2 separate regions of the Cyprinus carpio genome follow, and region 2 is linked to region 1. Evidence: chromatin contacts called from public Hi-C data. All regions are on one chromosome and are shown on one strand. Each heading gives the region's core, a stretch centred on a gene start, on an enhancer-like site or on the middle of the called end of the contact. The rest is flanking DNA. Distances are from core to core; before and after follow the strand shown.

What was found. A called contact is a pair of places that touch in the nucleus more often than the background predicts.
Region 2: a Hi-C map of skeletal muscle shows a contact between it and region 1, with 5 times the contacts expected there. The contact joins the promoter of LOC109072182 here to the enhancer-like site in region 1. A contact is called at or near these places in 5 of 8 Hi-C or Micro-C datasets (liver and skeletal muscle).

Annotation. Positions count from the first base shown.
Region 1 is chrB5:11,251,675-11,255,165 of ASM1834038v1, reverse strand. No RefSeq gene overlaps it. Among protein-coding and RNA genes, the nearest start is that of LOC109098031, 32 kb to the right of the region's middle. Within about 2 kb of position 1,470, at least 3 of the 8 cell types and tissues checked have an H3K27ac peak or open chromatin away from gene starts, as enhancers often do. A contact at or near this core is called in skeletal muscle, where this site is marked.
Region 2 is chrB5:11,397,814-11,401,333 of ASM1834038v1, reverse strand. It overlaps LOC109072182 (ephrin-B1-like), which reads left to right and starts at 1,706. Exons shown (of 5, transcript XM_042724289.1): 1 at 1,706-2,701. The coding sequence starts at 2,502. LOC109058835 (a long non-coding RNA gene) reads right to left here and starts at 1,659. Exons shown (of 3, transcript XR_002012501.2): 1 at 1,529-1,659; 2 at 1,304-1,336.

The DNA.
Region 1 (3,491 bases), core at 221-2,720:
GACATCTGATTCACACACACAAAGAAATATTACTGACTGCCTTTAACTCTATATTAAACACACACCCAGTCATCAATATTCTCTGTCAGACTAACATGAAATGAATCATTTACAGTCTAAACAGAGCCACCTCCTCGGTTCCAATGAGAAAGCTCAAATTCACACTTAATATTCAGTGCAGGTAATACGTGTGATGCATTTCTCTGAGGACTACGCTATTGTCTTTGTGCTTTCTGAGAACGTGTGGATCTGATGGTGGATCTGATGGAGGGAGAGAATGGGTCTTGAAGAAATTAAGCAGCAAAAAGTGGCAAGCCAAAATATGACATCCTAGTATGTCAAACATATGTTGTACACACCGACACACGCACAAATGCAACTCCTAAGCTTTGGTAAAGTTCGAGCATTTGAACATTTCTAAAAATACAAATATGCACCGTTGCTGGTTTCCTCATCTATTTTTTATATCGACAAAAAAAAAAAAGCACAAAGGGAAGAAGGGAGGTGTGAAAAAAGCTGTAATAGTGGCGGCAGGTTGAACTCTCCTGTGTACGCTCTAATACAGCAACATTTTCGCATATATTTTAACGCTGAAAATTGATCACTGGGGACCACAGTGTGCTGGAAAACAGGTCTACTGACCACACACACAACATAAAAATATGTTCAATAGCTATTGAATATATATATTTTTTTAAATGTAGTTAGTCTAAAGTTAACTCATTCATAGAGATCACCAGAGACCATATGAATGCTCACAATGCAATTCATGTTTATTTATTTATTTATTTATTTATTGGTTAAACTTTAGTATAGGGACCAATTCTCACTATTAACTAGTTGCTTATTAACATTCCTATTATTAACATGTTGGCTGTTTATTAGTGCTTATACGGCACAGCTTGTGCATGAACAAATTCTATATCATTTATCCTATCCAATACCTATTCTACTTAATGACTACTGCAGCTTATTAACTATTAATAAGAAGCAAATTAGGAGTTTATTGAAGCAAAAGTCGTAATGGTTTGTTAATAACGAGAATTAAAATACAGTGAAAAAACAAAGTTTGGATTACATTTATTTTATATTAGATGTAACTGTTTTTTTTTACAGCTGAAGTATTAAAGACACAATGGACTGATTTTCTTGATAAGGAATGATTCTCACAACAGTTATGGAAATTGGATTCTGAAATAATGTGTTTTGAGTTTGGAGGCCTGAATATTTTGGAAATGAAATGAGTTTTAAATTGAAAATATGAATTCTTTTGTGTGAAATCCGTTCAAACAATCAACAAATTTAAAGTACATCATTTACAGATGAAGGACTCACTAAACAGCCCTCTGTGTTCGTGGGTGCAGGGCTTTGTAGATTAGAGTGCGTATTGTCCCTTTAAGAGCACAACTAGGTCGGCGGTCGCTGTGGCGTCGGCTGTGTCTGCGAGGCTAGTGATCTGATTGGTTATGATTTGTGGGAGAGCTGATCTGATTGGTGGTGATGAGGTCTGTTTCACAGGGCCTGGCTCATGTGGGCCAGGTGTCAGAAAGCATCGTTTCCACGCCAACGAATTACAATGAGACTGGAACAAAAGGGCTGACAGCGCAACCTAGAGAGAGGGGGGGGGGGGGGTGTTGAGGGGACCGAGCGAAAGAATGGAGTTTAACTCCAGACTTGCCTGACATAATACTGAAAAAGCAGATTAACCCCTATTTTCAGAAGTGGAGCAGAACCACAAGAGGTCAAACTTGCCTCACCTTGAAACCAGACTAAACAACCAGATATCATCTACAGCTTCCTATCGAAAACACAGCAAATGTACGTTTAAGCTCTTTTACACAAGCAATTCTGTCACACACGGTCACAAACAAACAGCTAGGCCCAAACCCCACAGGAAAAAAGTAAGAAAACATCATACTTCTATCAACACTGATGCCCTAACAACAGCACTGTTGCTCCTTAATTCATTATCCACGCTAAAACGCTAAAAAGTATTTGGCTGTGTGTGTACACTTCCCATGAAGTATGAAGATGTCAGATAAGTCTTAACCATGAGGACAATTTCAGCCCACTATCACACTGAAATATTCTTGCACTGCCCCCTAATGGTTCACTCCCACAATGCAAGGCACATGGCACCTCTCCACAACAGATGGCAGAGCGTTCTTTGAAATATTCTTTAGATATCACACATCCCATCTATACGAACCGTCAGCTAATGCATGAAGTGATAGTGTTGAGGTAGGTGATAATGTCATTATCACTTAAGAGATGTCATTGACAGGGTGAAGTTTATTTACTGTACAGTGATCAAGCAGAAGAACAATATGTGTGTGCGGTTGGGCACATTCACACAGCGAGAGGATGGTCTAATTATCTAATCGTTTCTGTTGAACGATCGCTCATCCCCAGCGTGGCATTTGGAAGACAGGCATCAGAAACTCATTTTAATGCCTATTATTAGTGCACACAATACTGGGAGTAGGAGTGCAGAAGTGAGGAAAGGAGAAGGGTGGGCGGCTCTGTGAATGTCAGATTCTCTTTTATTAATGCCGGAATTTTGTAAATCTAATTGAATGTTTTCTCAGGTTGGGCTGAGGTGCTTACCTCAGTCAGCACAAACACACACACACACACACACACACACACACACACACACACACACACACACACACACACACACACACACACCACAAACACACACACACACACACACACACACACACACACACACACACACAAACACACACATTCAATGCCGTTCAAAAGTTTGGGATCAGTAAGATTTTTAATGTTTATAAAAAAATAAGTTACTTTTGCTCATCAAGACTGCATTTATATGATCAAATAAACAGAAAAAAAAATAATAATTGTGAAATGTTGCAATTTAAAATAACAGTTTTCTATTTTAATATACTTTAAAATATAATTTATTCCTATGAAGCAAAGCTGATTTTTCAGCATCACTACTCCAGTCTTCAGTGTCACATGTTCCTTCAGGAATCATTCCAATATGCTGAATAATTATCAATATTGGAAACAGTTGTGCTGCTTATATATAATTATTTAATTTTTTTAGATCTGTGATACATTTACATTACTTTGATAAATAAAAAGTTAAAAAGAACTATTTATTCATAATAGAAATTTTGTATTTTAACAAAAATTTTGTTAAAATATACACTATTCAAAAGTCTGGGGTCAGAATTTTTTTAAAGAAATTAATACTTTAATTCAGGAAGGATATATTAAATGGATAAAAAGTGATAGTAAAGACTTATATTGTTAGAAAATACTTTTATTTTGAATAAATGCTGTTCACTTTAACATTTTATTTTTTCAAAGAATCAAAGAAAATGTATCACAGGTTCCAAAAAATGTTAAGCAGCACAACAGTTTCAACACTGATAATAAATCAGCATATAAGAATGATTTCTGAAAGATAATGTGACACTGAAGACTGGAGTAACGGCTGATGAAAATTCAGTGCT
Region 2 (3,520 bases), core at 457-2,956, 150 kb before region 1:
AAATCTTACCGACCCCATATACTTTTGAAATGTAGTGAATTTATATGTATGCATGTGCATGCTTTTTATGAACTTTTATGCAAAGTTCAAAGTGTTAGAGGGTCTGTGTGGTTGTGCGTGCTTTTGGTTTATTAGTAACTGTGTGTAGACCGCAGTATGGACATATTAGTGAATAGCTGCTGACAAATGCACTCCGGTAATTTCTCCTTGGGTGTGTGTGTGGTTTTGCTCTCTTCGAGCTTGTTGCAACGAATATTTTCAGTTCAGGCTCGAGGTCCTAAAAACGTCAGTTTGTCTCAGATACAGAAAGAGCAGATTAAAGAAAAGAAGAGAGGAAAAAGAGGGTGTATGACTGGCTGAAAAGTCTTAACACTCAGACTAAGGTGGAGGTACTATATTTAGCTCTGAGTTCTGGTGAAATAAAAGGTCAGATATTTGTATGTATGCAAAAGGACATGTAAACATTACACACAAAATTGCAGAAAGAATCACACAGAAAACACCAAAATGAGCCTCTGATAACTAAAAGTGATCTATCTTAGAACACAAACTGCTCTTTCTTCAAGAGCTGATGACGTTCAGCCTTAAACAGATCACATGACTGCATATATATCATTTCTAAATGTGTGGCTGGCCTTTCAGACCTGATCTAAATGTGGGTAATGAATAAACTGACATTTCATACACACAAGAGCTCAAAGAGTAAAAGCTACACCACACTTATGTTATCTAAACACATGCTGGAGGACTAACCCTTCTCAAAGACATATGGCTCTCTGAAGAACCACACACACACACACACACACACACACAGAGATTGGTTTAGTAGATTGACAGGGCACCATATGTCACTCAGAATCACATCTTACTTGGGGAGGAAGACACAAATCCGTCATAGACCTTACAGACAGATTTGCCATCAGTCATGGGCAACTGAAATGATTAATATATGAAATAGATTCATTTTGATTCAAGTCATATTTTGATATGCGTCACCGTTTGTTATATGGCATATTGTAGTAGTTTTGCACTAAAACAACAAAAAATAAAAGCTAAATAAAAGCTAAAATCAACCATTTACAGTTTGAATTGTTCAAATTATTTTTTTTAAAGCCGATAGGGGGCGGTATTGACTACTGAAAGGATTAGCGTTATCTTTGTTTGACCATCAAATATCATTAGTGTCACTCTCTTGGATGTCTTTGGGATAATGATCCTAAATCTGTTATTAAACGATTTTACGGTGAAGACCTGTGTTTTCAGCTGTAAGCCGTGATGTGTTGTGAATACAAAACATACTTACGTATTCAAGTGACTCCAGGAAATGATAAACTAACTGAGAAGGGAAACGAAAATACCACATTAGAGATAAACGTACGGAGTAACCATAGTAACAAGTAGTCAACTTTGCTACAAGTTGTCTAAGAAAAATATTAATTTGCGGCACATTTGTCAGCAAAAAAAAAACTTAAGACAGTCAGTTTCTTAACGGCAATGTCTTATCTTTATGGAGAAAGACTAGACTCACTCTCCGTCTCTGTAAACACATCAGTCTCGCAGCTGAACTTCTCTGAAACTTGCTGTACAGAGAGGGACACCATGTTGCGACGTTGCCCTAAACGTGCGCTCCGATTGGTCCGTTTCGAATAGGGCGGGGTTTAGCAGCTCGGTGGGAGTGGAGGTGATGGATCGCGAGCCACTGTGCTGTGAACGGTGTGCGGGACTGACTGCGGACGCACCGGATCCACGGTTGAGCACCGAACAACTCCAAACAAGATCCAAGGCTAAAAGACGCGTCATTAACTCGCAGAGGAAGCGCCGAACAGCTGGAGTTTCCCCATCTGTTTATGTCCTTAAGACGAAACTGTGTGCACCTTTCTGCACGCGAGCCAGGAGCGGACAGTAGCTGATATCCCGTCTATCAGTATGCAGTAAAACAATATCAGAGGCAGCAAGACTCCGGAGTTTACTTTTCACGGTTCTTTTTCAAAAGAGAATCCAAATGGAATTGGACAGAGATTTTTGCCAGTCCTGTGACTGACAGTTGGACACTTTGAACATGGATATAGGGCGATAAATTCTGGACAAGAATTGTTGCATATCTAAAGTGCATCTCTATGATCTGGGATCATAAGCGAAAGGAGTCTAATTTTAAATCTGACACATGATCAGGACCGGATTTGTGCACCAACCCGAACCCCAACACGGGATCGATGGTCCTTATACCTGTGTGCATATCTCTTACCCCATATCTAGCGTGATCTGACCTTTTGTGAGGCTACTAGCTCAACTAATAGATGAGTACAATAAAAGAGTCAGGCGCTGCCGTCTACCTAAGTGCAAGGTAGCAGCGATTTTGGTAACAGAGAAACGTTGGCCCAGAAGCCGCCTGTGCAACGTTGTGCGACACCTTTTTTTTCCTCAAGACAACGCTAGAAAATTTGGATTTGGAAGTTGAGCCATGGAGCCCCTCCGCCTGGACGCCTAACCTACTCTGTTGCATGTGGTTCGGTAACCCGGAGTACAGTCGATCGAAAGGATCTTATCTTCTTGCTGGCTTGTCTCTCCGAGAACAGTATAAGATGGCTGGAAGTGACGGCTCGTGGAAATATTACCTCTGGATTCTGACAGCCATGTGCCGATACGCGTTACCCGCAGCCAAATCACTGGAATCTGTCGTGTGGAATTCACAAAATCCCAAGTAAGTGCACGAGCGCGTGTTTTAACCCCCCTAGAAAGAGCATGAATTGTAGTCTACGGTCTCAAATATGTGATTTTTCTAGCTGGACTTGTATTGTTCATAAAAGAGTCCGATCTGCAAATCTCCGCTACTCGTATCACGGCTTGCTCTCCGGTTTGATGACATGAAGCTCTCGTTGAGCTCGAGCCTAAAGTGACCGTGCAAGCGCGCGCTCTCCCGGGGATATAACACACAGCTGTCATACTTCACCGCCGCTTCTCTTCAACTCACAAAATCCCTTGTTGAGGGGGATTCGACAACACTTTTATGCTAGTACAACTTCGTTAAATGTTTATGCGAAAGATCGTACATTTTAAGAATCTCTCGGGTTTCAAGGGATACATCATTTTAACGTGTGGCCTTGACGCGGGCCTATTTCTCCGGTCAATACTTAAAAAAAATAGAAATAGGTAGAACTGCTACTGTTACTCGAAGATTTTTTTTTTTAGCAAGAGCCTCTCTCTCTCTCTCTCTCGGCGTGTGCATCTTTTCTTCTTTTCCCATGAGAGGCTAACTGAGTATCCGCCACCGGCCTACCCCAAATCCCGGCGGCCCGGTGGCTCTTTGCGCCTGAGATATTGATCAAATCAGAGTTGTGTCGAGAGAGTTAATATGTTTTTAAGCGGGGGTTTCCTAGACGCTCATAAAATCTCCCTGATTGCTGCTCATAAAACGTTTAAGGGAGCGTCCAACATGTTTACTTAACCTGAATAATGGCTCGAGACGCCACTGAAGCTTGACTGGACAGAATAATAAAGAAAGCTTATTGTTAAATTTTGC